2 separate regions of the Rattus norvegicus genome follow, and region 2 is linked to region 1. Evidence: chromatin contacts called from public Hi-C data. All regions are on one chromosome and are shown on one strand. The core of a region is the stretch at or near the end of the contact, and the rest is flanking DNA. Distances in the headings are between cores, read along the strand shown. Region 1 holds the start of Ahr (aryl hydrocarbon receptor). Region 2 has its middle 110 kb from the start of Agr3.

Region 1 (4,407 bases), core at 1,273-3,772:
ATTTTCCTCTCCGAAGGGAATAAGCAAGAACGGAATTTAACTGAAAGCAGACACGAAGTGTGGGACCACTAGCTAAGAAACATCGAAGAAGATTCTGTCCCCGGGTTGGTCTTTGAAATGCTGCCCTTGAAGATGAGGATATGGACTGGGTGCAAGACTGCTTTGGATCTCTTAATCTCCTAACTTTCACTGCACTGAAGAAGGAAACAGTTGTTCACAGGGCAGTGCATATGAAACACTGTACGGGGATGAAATTGAACACATTTCAAACTCACTTCCTGCTCCCGATAACTGTCATGGTGAGACCAGCCACCAGAGGGAGCTTATTTTGTATCTAGATCCTCATTTGAAGAATGAACAAGCTTCAAGTTGAAATCATGTCACCTACTTTACTCCAAATTTTCATGGAACTGTCTAAATATGACATTATTTAACACTGTAGAATTACAGTGCACATGCTCCTTATAAAACAGCTCTCCCTTGAAGGGTTCGAGTTAATTAGAAAGCACGGTCAACACATCTTTGTGTTTTTCCTAAAATTGAGGTATTTGGGGGCCTCACTGCATAGAAGTAGTTTAACTTAAAGACATATTAAAGCTCAATGATCTAATTGTTAAGGATGAACTTTGATTATGTGCATTATAAAGTTCACTATTTTCTACTCGGAGGGAAAAATGTAAGTACTTTCACTAGAGGATCTAAGTGCTAGCACTAAAAGTCTTCGACAAAGCAAGTGGTGACCTTTAAGGCCTATGAAGGGTTAGAGTTGATTAAAGGGGCTCAGTACAGAAGTCAAGAACCATGTAAAATAAAATATAAGTTAGTGGGGACAACAGTTCAGTTGTGAGAAATTATCAAACACAAATAGTGGCAATACAGTTAAAGGTATCTTAATCTAAGGGGAAGTGTTGCAGTGTTAAAAAGGAAGCTCTTTATATTGACTGGAAACTAAAGATATCCAACGTTATAAAGAGCAACCTCTGAGATGGTTACCTTTGTATGAAAAGCAGTTTACATCCTTAAGAAACACAGAGAAAATCAGTTATTTAAAAAACTCACGGGGAGCTTCAGACTTTACGCCCTTGTACATAACATCTGAGTTTTTTTCATCTCAGGCTAAGTTAGTATTACTATTAACAAAAACAGGGAACAAGCACTTAAAAGCCTCTGAAACTTTAACCATCAGGAACAAAGTCAAATTGAGCAAACATGGTTTAATAAAAAGAAACCATTTTACAAAATAACAAGGCGCTGAAAGCCGGGGTCCAAAGAACTGCCGAGGTGGAAAACTGCTGAGTCAACGATATTTGCGTCCTTTAAAGTGTACCATAAAATTTCCAAATTCTGATCAGACTATTTATACACAAGCATCTCCTCTTAAAATTAATTTTTAAGTCAAGATTTGAAGAACTATGACAGTTGAAATTCTTAACGGAATTAAAATCCACAAATAACCCAAGTTCTAAGTTAGTAACTAGTTGTAAACAGTGTATAAATCTTAAGATCTTATTTTTCTGGTTCACTTGGTGATGGCTGTCAGGTTTCAAGCAAAATGCACACTACTGATTACCTGAAAGTGTTCCTAAAATAATTTATTTAAAAAAATAAGAAATGGTGAGTTGTGGAAACTCCAAGATAATTATGAATGAATGCATCAATACACCCAACTCCTAAATGGAACCCTGTCTCATGCTCGGATCTCTTTTCTGTGAAAAAAAATGTTTATGAATATCTCCCATCTCACAGAAATAGCCCATGGAAACAAAGACCAAAGTCTGTAATCACTGTTAGAATCGGCAAAACTTTATAAGCAAGGGGAGATGAATTACAGGTAGACAGTAGAAATAACTTAGAAGTCAGTCCAGTTCTTTTTCCTCTCCTTAATTTTTAAAAAATTTTATATACCCTACAAGCACTCCAAAAGGAGGAAGAAAGTGTCACTAAAGAGTGGCTATGAATGCCACCAAGCCGCCCGAGCACCTGTCCAAGGCACACTCCAACCTGCTACCAACTCTGCGCCTATTCTGAGCCCGGCAAAATCGCTGCCTAGAGGTAAAGGAAAGAGCAAAACAGAAAGCTAGACGCTAAGAACAGAAAGAAATTCCCTCAGAGGCCAGGACCCCTCCTTCAAGACGGCACGTGTTTAGCTCTGGCCAACTTCTCACCTCAGTGAGCTGTCCCCTAAAGCTCACCACGGTGGAGATCTAGAGTGGAGGATTTCCAGGCAGGCTTAACTAACTAAGCCAGAGAGGCACTAGGTAGGTCAGAGCTGTCAACGAATCAGGGCCAGGGAAGGTCGCTGAGCTGCGAAGGTGCAGGCGCCCGAAAGCAGGGACGAATTTTTTAATGCATTGGTTGAGCCCCTGCTCCCGGATGGCTGCACGCGTGGGGACCTCCCGCACCCGCAGAGCGCGCCTGCCCGCCGTCACTCACGTTTTCTGCACCGGCTTGCGCCGCTTGCGGCTGGCATAGGTGATGTTGGCGCCGCTGCTCATGGTGCCCGCGCCCTGCCCGCTCCACCTGCGTCCCGGAGGCGGCGCCCTGCCCGCGCTGCGCCCAGGTGAGCCGCCGCCACCGAGGGCGGGACCGACCGCGACGCGCAGGTGCGGGCGACAGAGGGGACGCGGGGCTGCCCGGGCTAGCCGCGGAGGAGAAACCCGCAAGCCAGCCGCGCCCGGTCCCGAGGGTCAGGAGGAGCCGTAGTGCTCAAGGGCTTCCCTGCTCAGGCGATAAGCCCGCGCTGCTCAAAGCCCAGCAAGGCTGCCACCCCAGAGTCTACCAGTCCGTCCTCCGGGTCGCTCCGGGCTGAACCTCTCCGGGACACGCGTGGGGCACCGAGCGTCGAGGGGACCGCACACACGCGCTGCCGCCCGCCGCGAGCCCGCTCCTCCGCTGTCGCGACCCCGCGCAGCTCCGCCCCGGGCTCCAGCCCCGCCCCACCTGCTCAGCCCCGCCCCTCACGGTTCCCAGGAGGGCCCCACCCTCCTCGCAGCACGTGATGACGCAGGACGTAGTGTCTCCCTACATTTCTTCCAGCCAGAGGTTCTGGAGGCGGGGTGGTGTTCAACTAGTACCTGTTTTCCAGCCTGGAAGGGAGTGTGAGGCCACATTATGTCTGGGCAAATTCCTTGTACCCAGACATCAAGATTTATTAGGCAAAGAGCTTAGCTCCTCCTAGAGTTGAGTCATCTAAGTTTTGACAAAGATTTTACATTGAGCTGGTTGATAAATACTGTGACTGAAGAGCACTCTAAGGGGAAAGCTACAGAAGCCCTACAGAGTTGAGCCTTGAAGGCCAGGAGTTTTATAATACCTTTCCCTCCCACATTTACTGTATCTACAGAAGGTAATAAAATATCTTTTTCTTCATCAGACTTCAGGAAGATGTGTAGGAAAGAAGCATAGGGGTGCTGAGAAATGGGAGGATAGGTACTAAGACTATGACCAGAGAGCTGAGCCTTTGTTGGTAGTCCGGTAGATCTGGTGGTAGGAAAAAAAAATGTAATGGATACTCAGAAAACCAAGAAACCAATCATCAAGCCTTAATAAAGAAGTTGGGTCTCATTCTGTAGGCGATGGGACACTTTTAAAGCCTGAATTTGGAAGATACTATTCCTGCTATCTCGGGAAAGTCACTGTGGGAAGAGGTGGCAATTCTGTTACTCGGGAGCAAAGTGGATGAAGAGAGAGTCGCTGGGAAGTTGATGAAGTCTGAAGCCGTGCAGGTGCAAGTCCGATGGCACAGCAATAGGGATGAGGGAGAAGAAGGCAGAGATAGTAAAGGAGGGAAGTTGGCTGTTAACCACCAAAGAATAGAGGCAGAGCAGTGCATTTTGGGAGTCAGGGCGGTGATGCTGGACATGGTGGAGACGCAGATGAAGTTGGGTGCGTTTTATAGATTTGAGAGAGATTAGAAGAGAGGATGCATGGCAGCAAGGAAAAGGACATCCAGAAAGCTAAGAACAACAAATGGTGCCGAGACTGTGGAGGAAGAGGAACCCTTCATCACTGTGGGTGGTTGTGTGAACTGGTCCAGCCGCTGTGGAACTCTGAATGGAGGTCCTCAGCAAACTAAAAACAGATCGGCAAGATGGCCAGCTATACTACTTCTGTGCACATATCCGAAGGCCCTTCATTCATAACAGGTGAGGAGTGGGCCAAGACTAGATGCTCATCAACGTATGGATGGATGGTGCGTCTACACAATGGCGTTTTATGGGACCCTAAAGCAAACTGAAATCATGACATTTGCAGGTAAATGAGTGGAACTGGAGATTGCTGTGTTGAAGGCGGTAGACACAGAAGGACAAACACCTCATGTTTTCTCTCACATATGATGTAGATTTTGATTGTTACCCAACCAGGAAAGCGATCATGAGAGTGGGAAAAGGAGCTCTTGGGTTGGAG
Region 2 (4,407 bases), core at 720-3,219, 260 kb after region 1:
GGCCTTGCCTCCCCTCTCTCTATCTCAGTATCTTTCCTCAATTTCATTTATAGTTTTTTCTTCTAAGACTTGTCTCCATTTTTCATCTTTTCCCTTTTATATATCTCTATCATTTTGATATCATTTTCATTCTTATTATAAACCTCTCTAATTTTTCTTCTAAGGCTTCCAATCTAGCATTTAATTTTTTAGTTTTTACTTTCCTAATTCTGTTTCATTCTGATCTTTCTTTTAAGGGATATATAAATTGTAATTGTTTCAAAAAATTATTTCTATGCTGATAACTGAAACAAAATCATATGGGATCCAGAAGCATCATGTCATTGTGTCTCTCTCCACTTTTTAACTCAGAAAATATTTTCCTTTTAATCTGTAACTCTCTCTTTAAGGACTTACCAGGTATCTTATCAAATCAGTTGACTTTTCACCTTTTCCCGAAGTTTACTACGTCTCTGCTGCTCAGCTAGCATGTTGCACTGGTTATTGGCTCCTGGCTCTGCCCCCTTAGAGGACTAGAGCAGTTGCTTGTCCTTCTGTGAGAGCCAAGCCTCATGCCTGCATATGCACTGAGTCTAACCACCCCAGCTCTAGGAAGTTCCGCCTGGGGCAGGCACAGGACTTGGTCCCTGACTAGTTATCCCCTGCCCACAGGAGATAGTTCCCAACATGAAACAACCCCAGTGACAGTTTTCTGGACTTTTTTGTTTCATTTTACTTTGTTTGGGTTTTTTTTTAAATCTTACTGGTCATTTGTTTGTTTTGTCTTTATGTTGGGCTGCTTCTGGTTTGTTTTCATGTTTTTCTGTTTGTTTGTAAGAGAGAAAGAAAATAAACATAAATGTGGGTGGGTTCAATGTCTCCTTGTCATATTTACTGCTCTTGTTTCTGGGGAAAGCCCTGCCATCTCCTGGGAGGTCTTCATGGTCCCTGTCATCACTATGTTTTAGAGAATACAACTTGGGATGGCTAGGAGGCATCTTCAGCCTATGTCCAACTGGAACCCAAAAATATGTTGCCAGTACCTTTCTTCAAATATTTGTAGGCTCCTCCACCACCAAAAACAAACGAAATCCACCTACCCTATAGTGACCCTATAATAATATTCTTAAGAATTCAGTAAGTTATCATTTCATTTGTTTCTAATTTGATAAGTATCCAAATTATTAAAGGGGAATTAGCTCACATTTTGGCTAACCTTGATGTTAACTGTGATAAAGGTAATTGGCACTCATTCTATACCTAGAATACATAATTACTTTATTTAATTACGTCTCCTCTTCATGAGTTGAAACATTTTTTCTTAATAGCTAACCCAAATTAAATTTTGTCTTGTAGAATATGTGCCAAATAACCACACCAAAAATGATGATCTATCTAAAATACATTTCTTATAGCTAATGTTACCCAGTGATGCTCGTGACTGGATAGTGTCTTATTGTTTGCAGTGTTTAAGTGCTTGACTATTGTTATTTTCCAAAATAAAGGATCCTATGGTTCTCTCCTGTGTTGTTTTCTTTTCTTCTTGGACTATTGCTAAGCTGGACACCAGAGCTTGCTAAAGCCTTTGGTGTTTAAAAATTAATTGTATGTATTTGAAATTGAATACAAACCTTCTTTCTTTCCTATGAGTGTTACTGGCTTGATCTATTTAATCTTTCAGAAAATGCAGGAAATAATTGCTTGTGGAGAAGGACCACACAAAAAGTTAGGTCTGAAGGGAAAACCGAACCTCAGAGCTTCAAGCTCGGTCCTAAACTCAAAACAAAAGGCCGTTCGTTTGACCTCCTATGCAATTCTATTAAGAGATCCTCCAGAAAAGCAGAGAGGCCCTTGTCTCAGGGAAAGTCTATGAGAACTCTTTGAAGAAAACAAAGACCATGAGTCTTATTAAAAGAATCCGAGGGCTGGGTACTAGAGATACTGTAGTATAAACATTCCTGCAGATGACCTGGACTTTGTAGTCTGCAGAGAAATCCTGTCTGCTATACCACTCACACAAGGCTCCGCCACTCTGACGGGAGTGTTGTTTTGTTGTGTGTAGACAGCTGAGAGTCATTTCCTCATTTTCATTCTAAACGAAGCTGGACACTCCCTTTCCATTTCTGAAAAGTAATCTCTGTGAGAAGGTTGCTGGCATGTTTACCCAGTGGGCTTGGAGCCAGTCAGACAACACCTACATTTCTTGGTCCTTCCCCTCTCTGTTTCCCAACCTCTCCTGCTTTAAGATGGCCAGATATAAAAAGCTGCCAGTCGGGATGCCAGAACTTCAAAGGGCTGTCACAAGTGTACACAAAAGCCCATTTGTTCAGCTCTTGGATGGAGACACCAGTGGCTCCCAGGCACAGAGAACCCAAGGTTTTGCTTCTTTTAACTTTTTGCTTGTACCATCTGGCAGACGAAGGAGCCTTTATTTCACTCCATAACTTGTCCAGAGGCTGACTGAATCAATGCACCATTTTGGTCTTATAATCTATCTTGGCCTTTATATCGTCTCTGCTTGTGGAACTAATTACATGATAGAATTTTCCAAATAAACCCTATTTGCCTTTCAATGTACAGGACCCTAGATTTAAGAGACAAGCATAGCAGATAACTGTCTAAGCACCTACATTTGGGCCCTAAAGATATGTATTGAAGTCCCATCAAACAGAAATGTTACCAAGAGTATAAAGAACATTAGATTTTATTCTCTCAAGATCTATTTTTACTGATAATATATTTTATTTTATTCTAAACTGTGTAATGTAAACCAAGCCAGGTCTCTAACATTGGATGAGGTAAAAAACACAAGCCTAGAATAAAGCGGTTGCACTTATATAGTCACAGATTTGTTAATGACTATGTGTCGTAAAGGTCATCTCACAATGTGGCCCAGGAAGGATGTAGCTATTTAAAAGGATGAAGGTATATAGACCTTGTGAAATAAAGTGAAAACACATTCTGTCTTCAAATAAGAAGTCAAATATATCAGAAGTCAAATTCAAGGCAGACGTATCTATATCTTACTAGGTCACCCCTAGCTAATTAATTCTGCAAACCTCTATGGTGCAACCAAAACGTCCAGCCAGGACCTCTGGTGCTTCTCTTCATAATACCCTTCCTTAATGCTAAAGATGGAAAACTAGTTCACTAGTATAAGAGATAATATGTATTCAGGGTCACACAGAACTTTTAGTGAACACGGCAGTGAGAGTTTTTCTAACTTTTACAGTCAAGATAGATTTATTTCCTCTCCTCCATGTAATAACTTAAAAATAAACAATATACAGATAGCTATGACTTAGACACTGTATATCAGGTAGTATATGACACGAAGAGAAGAAATAACAACTAACTCCTATGATAACCCTGGCTTAGCTCTCTGGAGAGTTTTCAGGCAAACACTGAACAAGCGATAACCTAGTGGGAGCCCCAAAAAACCCTGAATTGAGCCACCAGAGCTGAGTGTCCAGGGAAGCCAGACAGCTAGAGCTACGAGGCCAAGACTCAAAAGAAGAGAGCTGGGAGAAAGGTACATAGTCTTCAGCTGAAGTTAAGCCAGCATGGAGTAGGGAGAAATAACACATGTCAGGTGGAGGAGCCACAGCCTGAGACATCAGTCCTGAGATCACAGGGGAACGAAATGGAGGTGGTACTCAATAGATACAGTGGAACATCTTCATAATTCACAGAACATCAAGCAGCATGCGGAGAGTGCTATGTCAGACCAACCAGACCCACAGGGACTAAACCACCAACCAATGAGTACACATAGAGGGATCCATGGCACCAGACACATATGTAACAGAGGATAGCCTTGTCAGACATCAGTGGGAGGAAAAGCCCTTGGTCCTGTGAAGGCTCGATGCCCCAGTGTAGGGCAATGTCAGGGCAGGGAGGCAGGAGTGGGGGGCGGGAAAGCACTCTCATAGAAGCAAGGGGAGGGAAGATGGGATAGGAGATTGCTGGAGGGGAAATCAGGAAAGGGGATAACATTTAAAATGAAAATAAATAAACTACTCAATATAAAGAGAGAGAGTGCTGTGTCAGAGTGGGGAAAGATCAGACTGAGACTGGGGGTTGACTGTTCCTGACCCAGTAAGAACACTGAGCATGTGTCAGAATAACTCATGGTTTCTCACTCTTGGGGACAGTTATTAGGGGACCATCAGATCTTTCCACAAATACTCATCCTTCATTATCTCTTGTGTCCATGGAAGTTTGACTAGAGCTTGTCACTTTGTCCTGACTCCAGCATCTGACTCCCCAGTTAAACAAAAGCAGAGGACTGAGAGGAAGCATGAAGTGGAAAACCCAGACTGCTACTCTCTCCACCTGACTGGTTCCACTCAGCAACAGATGAATCCAATCTGCTGGGTAGTATTATGAAACTTGATGTCTCCGTGAGCTATGAGGAACTTGTGACGG

What was found. Hi-C and Micro-C count contacts between places; a contact is called where the count stands out from the background.
Region 2: a Hi-C map of the A7r5 cell line shows a contact between it and region 1, with 6 times the contacts expected there. The contact joins the enhancer-like site here to the promoter of Ahr in region 1. A contact is called at or near these places in 10 of 12 Hi-C or Micro-C datasets (the A7r5 cell line, the Rat2 cell line, Schwann cells and 6 more) and 1 of 1 datasets of contacts at active chromatin or transcription factors (oligodendrocytes).

The regions. Positions count from the first base shown.
Region 1 is chr6:57,996,379-58,000,785 of GRCr8, forward strand. Ahr (aryl hydrocarbon receptor) reads right to left here and starts at 2,523. Exons shown (of 11, transcript NM_013149.3): 1 at 2,434-2,523. The coding sequence starts at 2,495.
Region 2 is chr6:58,260,577-58,264,983 of GRCr8, forward strand. No RefSeq gene overlaps it. Among named protein-coding and RNA genes, the nearest start is that of Agr3, 110 kb to the right of the region's middle. Within about 2 kb of position 1,970, at least 23 of the 93 cell types and tissues checked have an H3K27ac peak or open chromatin away from gene starts, as enhancers often do. A contact at or near this core is called in the A7r5 cell line, where this site is marked.